2 separate regions of the Pan troglodytes genome follow, and region 2 is linked to region 1. A link is a contact called in public HiChIP or PLAC-seq data. All regions are on one chromosome and are shown on one strand. Each heading gives the region's core, a stretch centred on a gene start, on an enhancer-like site or on the middle of the called end of the contact. The rest is flanking DNA. Distances are from core to core; before and after follow the strand shown.

Region 1 (6,286 bases), core at 3,734-6,233:
GGCGATGGGCACTGGCCACACTGGCTTCCTTCCTTGTCCTCTCCCTCTCAAGTGTTCAGGAGCCTCAGCCTTGGCCCAGCATCCTCAGAGCCTCCACTGTGCCTTCCTACTGTGCTAATGGGTGCTACCCAGCCCCTGGGCATTCACTCCGCCTCCAGGCAGCTTAGCAGAAGGCAGCCAGGGTCTAGCAGGACAACAGCTCTTCCCGCCTGGTGAATGGGCCCACCCTCAGTCCCTTCATTAGCATAAACTCAGGTGTGACCTCAAGGGGCTCCTTATGAAGAACAAAAGACAGTCCTATCACTCAGACAATAAGGGTTTTAGGAGCTTGGGGACAAAGACCAGATACATTTCCTATCATATCACAGGAACACCAGGGGTGTATGTGCTACGTGCTACGGGGTGTGAGAGAGGAGAGGATGGCTCTGGGTGCAGCTGCCTGGGAGATGGAGAGCGCTGGGCCAGGGTGCTGAGCCCAGACTGGGGCATGTTGACTGGAGGTACCCAACAACATCAAAGGAGATGCAGGGGGCTGCTAGGCTATATAGGTCAGAGCCTGTCGGTATCTGGCAGATACGTCCCAACTCTACTGTGGGTGAACAAGGCCTGGCCACCTGCTTTGCAGGAAGGACAGTGACAGTCTGTGAGGCTGCAGTCGGCTCTGTGGCTTGACCCTGCTGGGACCTGAGCCCTCTGCACCGGGATCCCAGGCTCCGGACGGTGCCACTCCTGACCTTGGCTACTGTCGTAGACTAAGGGCACAGTGCCTGTGTAAGACAAAGTGAAGAACTGGGAAGAGAGCAGGCTCTGGAGTCAGGCAGAGTGGAGGGGGAATCCTGCCTCCATGCCCTACGGCGGGCTGACCATAGACTTCATTCAAGCTAGGACACATTTTTTTGTTTTTTTTTTTGAGACGGACTCTCGCTCTGTTGCCCAGGCTGGAGTGCAGTGGCGCGATCTCGGCTCACTGCAAGCTCCACCTCCCGGGTTCACGCCATTCTCCTGCCTCAGCCTCCCGAGTAGCTGGGACTACAGGTGCCTGCCACCATGCCTGGCTAATTTTTTGTATTTTTAGTAGAGACAGGGTTTCACCGTGTTAGCCAGGATGGTATCGATCTCCTGACCTCGTGATCCACCTGCTTCGGCCTCCCAAAGTACTGGGATTACAGGCGTGAGCCACCGCGCCCGGCCGCTGGGACCCATTTAAGAGTGTAAGTGGGGCCACGCATGGTGGCTCACGCCTTTAATCCCAGCTCTTTGGGAGGCTGAGGTGGGCAGATCACCTGAGGTCAGGAGTTTGAGACCAGCCTGGTCAACATGATAAAACTCCGTCTTTACTAAAAATATAAAAATTAGCTGGGCGTGGTGGCGGGTGCCTGTAATCCCAGCTACTTGGGAGGCTGAGGCAGGAGAATCGCTTGAACCTGGGAAGCGGAGGTTGCAGTGAGCTGAGACTGTGCCATGGCACTCCAGCCCGGGCAACAAGAATGAAACTCTATCTCAAAAAAAAAAAAAAAAGTGAAAGGGGCGCTATTCAATATTACTCAGACAAGAGGCATAGACAGGGCTGTCCTATGACCCTGATATGGGTGTGTACCCCATTTATAGCTGTGCAGCTTGGGAAAGTTACTGAACCACTTTGAGCCTCAGTTTTCTTATCTGTAAAGTGGGGATAAATATACCCACCTCCATAGGATCAAAAGGCATGAAGAATGCCTACTACAGAGGGGAAAGGGAAGGCTCTCGGTAAGTGGTCCCTGCAGCAGTAACACTAAAGGAAAACTTGTGTCCCCAACAGAGAAGTCGCTCATGTGGGTGAACCACACGCCACAGGTTCAAACCCCCTCCCACTTCCTCTGTACTGGGGCCTTGGTGGCTCCAGAAATCTGCACTGGCCTCCTCCTTTTCTCCCCCTCCCCAATCTCAAGAGAGGTGCCTCTCTCACTGACCATGGCCCCCATCTCCTGACTGGCCCCCACATCCAGTTTCCACCATATCCTTCACATTACCACCAGGTCATCTCTGAGCAGAGGCCTGGTCATGTCTCATACCCCTGTGTGAAAACCTTGGGCAGGTCCCCTTGTCCACATAACACATTTAAAACCCCAGCATGGTGTTGTAGGACCTTGGGGTCTGGTCCTGCCATCTTTTCTGTCCTGTTTTTCTCCTCCAGTGAGCACTGTAGGCCCCCTGAGATCCCTCCTGCAGCCCACCCCAGGCCCATAGCTTATGCCTGCTCTTCTCTGGAAGCAAATCCATCCTCAGCCACTGGCCCAGATCTCCCAGCCCTGACGGGGAAGAGGCTACACATCTATCCAGGTCTCTGTTGCCTGAGTCTGTGGGTCCAATTCCAGGCAACAGGGCTTGTAAGTAACCTAATGCCCTGAGCCTCAGTCCTCTAACCTGTAAAATAGGGATACCAGACCTACCCCCGGAACTCAGCGAGGGCAGGAGACAACAGGTATGAAGAGTGCTCTGTGGATGGTAAAACTCAGAACAAAGAGTATTACTACGCTCTCAAGGCTCTGCTCAAGTTACTTCTTGACAAGCCCCTCTCAGAATTAACCCTTCCTTTGCCTGTCAGTCATTTTTCTCTCTCTGTGTTTAACACAGGGGCCCTGTGTCTCTGCTGTCTCCGTCGGATCTTTTGCTACACCATGCACTTAAACAGTGCTTTAAGATTCCACAGTCGGAGCCACTATCCTCTGGCCAGCATCAGCCTGAGACTGTGTGGGCCGAAGATGACCTGAATATCCTCTGTTGATTTAATTACCCTACGTGGCTGATAAAATTACTCTGAATTTTTACCAAGAAGCCAGTGGCATTTACAGAGATTACAGTAGGAATCCTCTTTCTGCACACTTTCTCTCTGGCTCTCCAAGCATGGGTCTCCAGGGCAGTCCACTTTCCAGGGCTGGTGTTCAGCCCAGCAAAAGCACTAAGGAGGGAGGCCACCACCCTGACCCGGGCTAAACCCAGAAGTGGGAGGAGTGGGTACCTATTGGGGCACCCCGAGCCAGCCTCTTTGTTTTGCATTTGAGGAACCTTGCTTCTCCCTGCTCAGGGCAAAACCAAAGGAATCACGACCACTTCAAACACAGGCTAGTTTTGCATCCACATTAACCAGTGTTGGCTTATGGTGTGACTGTGGTCCCAGCTGCTTGGGAGGCTGAGGTGGGAGGATTGCTTGAGCAGGTGAGGTGGAGGCAGTGGTGAGCTATGATTTCACCACTGCACATTAGCCTGCACGACAGAATGAGACTCACACAGGAAGTAACTATGCAAAAAACAGAAGGACATGTATATGATCCTTACCGTAACCCACATATTAACCTACGTAATTAAATCAACAAGAGGTTATTCAGGTCGTCTTTGGCCCACACGGATTCAGGCAGATGCTGGCCAGAGGGTAGTGCCTCCTCCTGTTGAGTCTTTTCTGTTTGTTTGGTTTTTTTTTCTGAGACAGAGTCTTGCTCTGTTGCCCAGACTGGAGTGCAGTGGTGCAATCTCGCCTCACTGCAACCTCTGCCTCCTGGGTTGAAGCAACTCTCCTGCCTCAGCCTCCCGAGTAGCTGGGATTACAGGCTTGCGCCACCATGCCTAATTTTTTGTATTTTTAGTCGAGACCATGTCGGGCAGGCTGGTCTCGAACTCCTGACCTCGTGATCTGCCCACTTCGGCCTCCCAAAGTACTGGGATTACAGGTGTGAGCCACCGCCCCCGGCCGGCCTCCTATGGAGTCTTAAAGCGCTGTTTGCAAGTTTCTGTTAACTAATTTGGGTTAAAGTAAGGGTCATCTACATGCCCCTCTGCTTTTTGCATAGTTACTCATATCCTAAGTCTCACTCTGTCGTGCTCTGAAGGCGAGGTGCTGGGTTGTGGGATGAGGGGCCATCTGTGTTTGGGGGTTCCAAACACATAATTTATTACAAATTCCCTAACAGAGAGCAGAACAACACTGGGGTCCTCACTTGAAAAAAAAAAAAAAAAAAGAAAAGAAAGAAAAGGGGGAATTCCAATAACTTCTGCCAACAAAAGAAATGTGTGACCTGTTGGCATATGTTGAAAGGGACATTTGCTGATGGTGCTTGCTTGGGTATTTTTTGTTCTGCCGGAGAGGAATCTGAAGTTAAAACGACTTAACAGCTTAAACGTTTACTTTGACATATGATTGCACCCTTTCTCCCCAGCGTGTTTCAAATGTGCCAGTTTGCTGCCAACAGGGCACCCGGCACTCCGACCTGAATGAAGATGGCAGCCCCGAGGTGGTGACAGTGACTCTGGGACATTAACCTCCTGGCTGCGCGGCTGGAGGTTCTGAAACGCGACCTCCGCAGCTGTAGTTATAATTGTTATAGGTCGCATTGACCGGGCCTGTTTACGACTCTTAACAAGAGTCTTAAAAAGTCCAGTGACATCTGTTGAGAGTTTAATCGTGTAAAAAAAAATCATTAAAGGAAGAGCCAAGAGATCAATTTTCTTGCTGTTTAAACAACACGGAGGCCATCAGGCGGCGGGGGAATGTGGCGACGCGACTAATTTAATCCCCCAAGTCGCGGCGCTGGTATGGACAGGAGGGGACGGAAGAATTTAAATAAAATATCAGAGGGAGGCGGAGGAGGGGGGAAGAGGGAGGCGGAGGACCACGGTGAGGAGAAGTGGAAACATGGACTCGCAGCCTCCCAGCGGAAAGTGTCCTGATCCCGGCGTTACACGGCGCAGGGGGTGGGGGCGCCGCGTTCCCCGGGCTGGCCTGGGGACGGAGAGGATGACTCCGCAGTCGTCCTCTCCGAGCGCCCGGCCCGAGCAGTCCCCGGAGCCGGCGAGCGTGCGTCCCCGTCCACCGCCACTTTTGTTCTCCGCTCGGGGTGCCGGGCCGCGGCGGGGCGGCAGTGCGCAGGCGCGGGCGGGGCGGGGGCGGGGCGCGGCGGGCTGAGGGTCCCGGCACCGCCCCCCGCCGCCCCGGCCCGCTCCATCCGGGCACTGCCGAATTAGCATCGTGCCGAGGCACAACTTTGCCGAGGCCCAACGAGATCCAGGCGCGCGCGCCGGAGGAAATATAGTCCCTGCCCGCGGGAGGCTGGCGCGGGAGGCGGCGGCGGCGGCTGGGCGGGCGCGCGCGGGGCTGCGCGGGGCTCCCGGCGCTGGGGGGGCCATGCGCCGGGCCGCGCCGGCAGCCCGGGGACCCGGCGCAACTTGCCGGGCAGCCTGAGGAGTTGGGGCAGCCGAGGGCTCGGCGCCGCGGCGCCCGGAAGCCTGTCTTCCCCTTCGCCAGCCCCCTTCCCTTTCGGCCGTGGGGGAGGGGGCTCGTGTCCCCCCCAACCCAGCCCGGAGGCCGCGTCCGCCCGCGCCGGCTCTGGCCCCCGCGGAGCCGCGCAACTTCCCGGGAGCCCGGGCCAAAGTGAGCGCAAAGTGCTGCCCAAGTTGCCGGGATGGAGCTGCAGAGCCGGCCCGAGGCGCTCGCCGTGGAACTCGCGCGCCACCAGGTAGGTGCCGGGGGCCGGGCCCGGGGCCGGGGAGTGAGTTGCGGGGTGAGGGGGTCGGGGGACCCGAGCCCAGCATCCTCTCTTCCCGGTCTCTGGGTCTTCCAGGCTGGAGCCTGCCCGGGGGCGAGGGGCGAGGGAGTGAGCACACGCGCGGACCCCCTTCTGGGCTCCCCTCCGCCTGCCCCTGGCGCTGTCCTGCACAGTTTGCGGGATCGAGGACGCGTGGGACCCGAGCCTGGAGTCTTCTGTTAAGCGATGTAGGGTCTGCATGACTGGGAGGGTGCCTGGAGGGGGCTCCTTCGTGAGCCGGCCCCGGGGAGGGGAGTGCGAATAGGCCCCCTTCCGGCCTCCCCTCGGGCCCCCGCGCCCCGGGCGAACCTGCCCGGTGTGCAGAAGTAGTTTTGGCGATCGCTGCTGGCGAGCGGCGGCGTGGCGGCCGGAGCCTGAGCGGGGCTCGGCGTGCGCGTGTGTGTGTTGGGGAGATTAGGACGCGACTTGAATATTTATGAGCTGTGCTCGACACGGACTCGCCGTGTTTACTTGGCTCTTTGTTCCTCCCCCCTCCCCCGGCACACACTCACACTCACTCGCACACGCACCCCGGCCTGCAAACTTGCACGGCTCGGGGCGCGCCGCCGGGTGGCCTCGGCCCCCGCCCCGCCCCGCGAGCTGCCCCGATGAGGCGGCAGCCACAGGTAAGCGGCCCCGCGCGGCACTGCCCGGCCGCCGCGCGTGCAGGACGCGGCCCGGGAAACTTGGGGTGCGCTGCGGCCGGCCCCGCCCGTGGGGCTCCGGGCGGG
Region 2 (6,310 bases), core at 869-3,368, 140 kb before region 1:
TTAATGTCCACCCAAAAACACTTGGTTAAGTTTTGCCATTAATCTTTGTCATACAAACAAAAACAAATATAGGAATAGACATAATTCTTTACTGTGCAGAAACCAGGTCTCTGTACGGATTCTTTTTGGCAATTTCCCTACTCATTAACTAATGTCTCCACCAGAGGGTTGGAGAAGTAAGAAGTCACCAACGGTCACGTTTGCTATTTAAGATTAACTGTGGGGCCGGCGAAGTGCCTCACGCCTGTAATCCCAGCACTTTGGGAGGCCAAGGTGGGCAGATCACTTGAGGTCAGGAGTTTGAGACCAGCCTGGCCAAGATGGTGAAACCCCGTCTCTACTAAAAATAAAAAAATTAGCTGGGCGTGGTGGTGGCACCTGCAATCCCAGCTACTCCGGAGGCTGAGGCAGGAGAATCTCTTGAACCCAGGAGGCGGAGGTTGCAGTGAGCTGAGATCGCGCCAATGCACTCCAGCCTATGTGACAGAGCAAGACTCCGTCTCAAAAAAAAAAAAAAAAAAGAAAAAAAGAAAAGAAAAAGAAAAAAAAATTAGCTGTGGAGAAAAAAGGGATGGAGCTGAATGCACAAAAACTGTAATAGTAAAATTGTAACTTCTAACTCATACCCACAATGAAGAGACAGGTGACGCAGTAAAATAGTCTAAATAAATGTAGGGGCTTCCACGTTCTAACATACTCACCAAATCAGTATATAACCAAAACGCAGGGATCTTTGTTTTGTTTACAGATATACTCCAAATGCCCAAACAGTGCCCAGCTCAAACAGCAGGTGTCCTGTCTGTCATTAGATCAGTGAGCTGGGGAAGTATTTCCCCAGTGAGCATAAGTATTTCAAAAAATACTAAAAGATGCTGGCATCCCAGTTTTGCCATTTTCTAGCTGTGAAAACTTGGGCAAGTTATATTTAATTTTTGTGCCTCAGTTTCTTCATCTGTGGAACAGGAAGTATTAAGAAAGTTAAGATAAACAAAGACTGGCTTAGAACAGTACCTGGAGCAGAGGAAGGGCTTAATAAATTATTAAAGAAACAAGTTTTATTAGAAGCAAAGGCTATAAACTATCATTTTCCCTCCAAAACATAAAAGTTGTAGCATGGAAGAAGAATAACTTGGATTACAAACCAGATTTTTACAAATATTTTACCAAATCCCTATTTTATTTCAAAGCATGACACTTCAGACAATACATTTTGCTTTTACGCTACAAGTGGGGGGGAAAAAACCCTCTGTAAAATATTCAGAACAAGGCCTGGCACCTGGAGTCTTATGTCTAGCTACTGTTATGAAGAACTTAAGGGAGGCGGAAGGATCTCTTGAAGCCAGGAGTTGGAAACCAACTTGGTCTCTACGAAAATAAAGATGGACATAGATTAGATGAATAGAAATAAAAAATTAGCCGAGCGTAGTGGCGCACGCCTGTGGTCCCAGCTACTTGGAAAGCTGAGGCAGGAGAATCACTTGAGCCCAGGAGCTTCAGGCTACACAGTGAGCTACCACTACACTGAGGCCTGGTGACAAAGCAAGACCAGTCTCAATCAAACAATCAACAAAAGGGAATTTAAAAAACGTTTGCGTTTGTGGGTAAAAAACCAAATCAGACATCATTTCTAGGTATGAAGCAACGTGGTAGGAGACTGAAAGTCTAGGTAAACTGGAAAAAAACATTATTTGTGCCTGATATAGTTATGTGGTCTCTGGCATCTGGTGTAGCTCTGCCCTTGGAAAGCTCAACTTGTCAACATCAGCTTAAAACGAAAACACAGATTTGGCTACACTTAATAGTGAAGTGCCTTGTTGGAGGAAAACAACAAGGGGGCCAACTAAGGAGACAGAAATACCTCATCTCCAAGCTGGTTCTTAATGGAACCGAGCAAATGGGTGATGAATGACCCGGGAACGCAGTAAGAAAGTGAAGCTAGGCCAGAAAGGTAATGCGCCCAAGAGAAGAGAGACCAGGGGCGGCCAGGGGGAGAGGAGGCTCGAGAGGAATCGCTAGGAAGGAAACGGAGAAGACCACGCCAGGACAGCCCTGCCAGCCCCCTACCTCCGGCGGGGCCGCAGGGGAGAGTCTCACTCGAGTCGGACGCCGCAGCCCGGTGAGGCCCGGGCCCCGCTTCACAAACAGCCGGGGCTGCGTCGCCGCTGTCATCCCACCCCACCCTCCACCCGTCGCTCCCCACCCGCATGCCCCGCCCGGCCCGCGCGCCCGACCCAGGCTCCCTCCCTAGAGTCCCGACCTCTAACCCTGTACCCCACTTCCCAGGGTCCCGTCCTCCAGCCCCGTAAGCCCCTCCCCAGGGTCTGGTCCCCCAGCCCCGCACGCCTCCCCAGGGGCCCGTCCCCCGGCGCTGAACCCGCACCCCCCTCCCCAGGGTCCAGTCCCCAGCCCTGCACTCGCACTCCCCTCCCAGGCCCGAGCCCGCTCCCGCCCTCCCGGCCCTGGGCTCTCAGCACCAGGCTCCCGCCCTCAGCCCCTTCCCCTCCCGCGCCCGCCGCCGCCCCTCACCTCCTCGGCGGCCGCCGCTGCACTCGCTGGGTCTTGGGTGCGGCGAAACCCGGGGCGCAGCGGCGCAGGGGTCTGGAGCCCGCAGGGGTCGCTGGGCTGAGCGCGCTCGGCCGCTTCCGGTGCTGCGCTGCGGAACTCAGAGGAGTTGGTGCTCGGCAAGCCCAGAGACTCAAACACCATGTCCCTGGGGGGGATCCTCACGCTGTGTTCGGCAGGGAGGCGAGAGCGCCGGTTCAGCCAGAGACCGCTGGGGGAACCGCGCCGAACACGCTCCGGGCGGCCATTTTGTAACTCGAATCTACCCCCAAAACCAATTCGAAAAAGAGAGAGGAAAGAAACGCCCGCGTTCAGCTACTGCGCAAGCGCGCTGGCGCTTCCGGCAGTAGCACCTCCTTCCGCCGGCCGGGCCCCTTACGCGGCGCATGCGCCCAGCTCCCTGGAAACCGGCGCGGGGCTGAGAATGCCGGTCTCGCGCAAGCGCGCACGCGCCGACCTTAATCTCGTAGCCGGCGCCAGCAGCCGCGGTTTGGGGCGTCGGCTCACGTGGGGCCGGCAACGCGTCTTCCAGGATGTTCGCGCGCTAGTCACCGCTGAGGGGTCGGCGATGCGCGAGGAGTTCCGGCGAGGAAGGTCGGTCAGGGGACATGGCCGAGGCCCGCGGTGTCCGCGTGTGGGAGCTGCAGGGCTGAGGAGAGGCCGCCCGCAACCCTCGGGAATCGTGTGAGGTGCCACTGGGGTCGCTTCACATCAGGAGGCCCCGTCCCGGGGGACGCGCGCAGGTGACCCTGCTGGCCGTACCTGGCCGGGGTGGCCCGGAGGGGCTGGGTCTCGGCCCCAGGAGGGGCCGTGTGGGCCGCCTGTTAAAGGACCCCTCGTTCGCTGACATTTGATTTTGCGTTGGGTGCCTTCTCTTCTGTGTTTTTCAGCCAGTGAGATCCGTCCTGGGCACTCAGCTGTAGAGCAGGGGAACGAGTCCTGCGTTTTCTGCGCTGAGGTCTCCTGGCCCGTAGGCCAGGCAGCCTCTGAGCTCCTTTCTCACCAGCAGCTTGCGATCCCTCATCCCTGGCCCTGTCACTCCCAGCTGTTTCCAGTGCCGCCTTTTTTTTTTTTTTTTTTTTTTTGAGATGGAGAGTTTAACTTGTTCGCCCAGGCTGGAGTGAAGTGGCACGATCTTGGCCTACTGCAACCTCTGCCTCCCGGATTCAAGCGATTCTCCTGCCTCAGCCTCCCGAGTAGTTGGGATTACAGTCGTGCGCCACCACGCCCGGCTAATGTTTATATTTTCAGTAGAGACGGGTTTTCACCATATTGGTCAGGCTGGTCTCGAACTCGTGACCTCAGGTGATTCCCTCCCCCCCACCACCTCAGCCTCCCAAAGTGCTGGGATTACAGGCCTGAGCCACCGTTCCCGGCCTCGAGCGCCTTCTTATAAACTGGATGGTGGTTTCTGTTTTCACCTTCAAAGTCGAATCTCCCTAGTCCGTTTATTACCGGAAAGAGGTCTCCACTCAGACCCAGCGAGAGGCTTCTTGGATGTCGCGCAGGAAAGAATTCGGGGCGAGTCCACGGACTAAAGTGAAAGCAAGTGTATTAGAGAAGTGAGAAAGCAAAAGAATGGCAGAGCAGGGCATTCCTAAAAGCGGGAGGAGGAAGGCGCCCGCCTTAGGTACAGTGCTTGTTCAAATCTAAGGTAACAGCCAAAAAAATCTTGGGGGACATGGGCTCTACCACGAGGGCCCACGACCAAGGTTTCATGCGCGTCCGTGTGAAGAGACCACCAAACAGGCTTTGTGTGAGCAACATGGCTGTTTATTTCACCTGGGTGCAGGCGGGCTGAGTCCGAAAAGACAGTCAGCGAAGGGAGATAGGGGTGGGGCCGTTTTATAGGATTTGGGAAGGTAATGGAAAATTACAGTCAAAGGGGGTTGTTCTCTGGTGGGCCGGGGTGGGGGGTCACAAGGTGCTCAGTGGGGGAGCTTCTGAGCCAGGAGAAGGAAATTCACAGGGTTAATCACTTAGTTAAGGTTGGGCAGGAACAAATCACGATGGTGGAATGTCATCAGTTAAGGTGGGGCAGGGCCTTTTCACTTCTTTTGTGATTCTTCAGTTACTTCAGGCCATCTGGGCGTATACGTGCAAGTCACAGGGGATGCAATGGCTTGGCTTGGGCTCAGAGGCCTGACACAAGGATCGTTCATCTTTGTTTACTGACTGTGGCAAAGATCTATATTATCTTTAAAGCGAAACCTAAATGAAGAATGCTTTTGATCTTAAGATATTGTTAGGTTTTGAAGGGAAGACGAGAGTTAAAGAATGACACACAGGTCGGGTGCTGTGGCTCACGCCTGTAATCTCAGCACTTTGGGAGGCCGAGGCGGGTGCATCACCTGAGGTCGGGAGTGCGAGACCAGCCCGACCAACATGGTGAAACCTCATCTCTACTAAAAATACAAAAATTAGCGGGGCGTGGTGGCACATGCCTGTAATCTCAGCTACTTGGGAGGCTGAAGCAGGAGAATCACTTGAACCCGCGAGGCGGAGGTTGCAGCGAGCCAAAATCACGCCATTGCACTCCAGGCTGGGTAATACAGTGAGACTGCGTCTCAAAAAAAAAAAAACAACAACAACAAAGGGCAGCTCAACAGCAACACAGGTATATGGCAAAAACCTACAGAGATGGGGGATCAGCTTAATGCCAGAGCCCACTGCTGCTTACAGGCTGGGGTACTTATAGGGCAGGAGGGGAATGGGCAGTATGGCTTGCCATGTGAATATACTTACCAGTATATCTATCCATAAAACGTTCTATGATCAGGCAGTTTGGCCCTTGTTTCCTCAGAATGTGACAGTGATGTTCCTTGCACCTTTGCTGAGCAAGGTTTGATAGGGATGTTCCTTCAATTGGGCCTTTACCCAACAGGGTTTGGTAAGAAAGTTGGGCAGGAAATTTCTCACGGCCTGAACCCCCGTGGAATGTTTCACTTTGACCAGTGTCTGCGAAATGGCGGGGGGCTTAGAAAATGGTGCAGTTTGGCCGGGCGTGGTGGCTCACGCCTGTAATCCCAGCACTTTGGGAGGCTGAGGCGGGTGGATCACAAGGTCAAGAGATCGAGACCATCCTGGCCAACATGGTGAAACCCTATCTCTACTAAAAATACAAAAAATTAGCCGGGCGTGGTAGGGGGTGCCTGTAGTCCCAGCTACTCAGGAGGCTGAGGCAGGAGAATGGCGTGAACCCGGGAGGCGGAGCTTGCAGTGAGCTGAGATTGCCCCACTGCACTCCCGCCTGGGCAACAGAGCGAGACTCTGTCTCAAAAAAAAGAAAGAAAGAAAATGGTGCAGTTTGGACTAACAGATACAGCGACATCAAAATGTTTCCTGGGTCTGTTAAGTCCTGGGTTTGTTTAGTGAACGTTATTAATCTGTTCCTGTAACCCTAAACATCTTGTGACTGCTAAGAATGCAGCCAACAGGTCTCTGCCTGATTTTACCTACTGCCTCTTCAAGATGGAATTGCTCTGGTTCCAATGTCTCGGACAAACTGGCTGCTTGATCTCCAGGTTGTGACCATGTCAGGGATAGAGGCAGCTTAGGTAGAGGTAGACTTTCTTGTACTCAACATTGAATTGTGGCTTAGTTAAAATCAGAACTTTCATTCTTGCAGTAATACAGTATTGTAGGGGTAAGCCAAATGATTAACACATTTACTTAATTACACATTGTAGCATTGAAATAACTGATGCCTTTCTAATGCAAATAAAAAAGATTTATGTATATAATAGCA

Evidence for each region. HiChIP or PLAC-seq counts read pairs in DNA pulled down with a chosen protein or histone mark.
Region 2: an H3K4me3 HiChIP or PLAC-seq map of stem cell-derived excitatory neurons shows a contact between it and region 1, with 4 times the contacts expected there. The contact joins the promoter of NUP50 here to the promoter of PHF21B in region 1. A contact is called at or near these places in 1 of 7 Hi-C or Micro-C datasets (stem cell-derived neural progenitor cells) and 1 of 1 datasets of contacts at active chromatin or transcription factors (stem cell-derived excitatory neurons).

The regions. Positions count from the first base shown.
Region 1 is chr23:47,011,518-47,017,803 of NHGRI_mPanTro3-v2.0_pri, reverse strand. It overlaps PHF21B (PHD finger protein 21B), which reads left to right and starts at 4,983. Exons shown (of 13, transcript XM_016939371.4): 1 at 4,983-5,486. The coding sequence starts at 5,433.
Region 2 is chr23:47,151,867-47,158,176 of NHGRI_mPanTro3-v2.0_pri, reverse strand. It overlaps NUP50 (nucleoporin 50), which reads right to left and starts at 2,118. Exons shown (of 8, transcript NM_001280258.1): 1 at 2,065-2,118.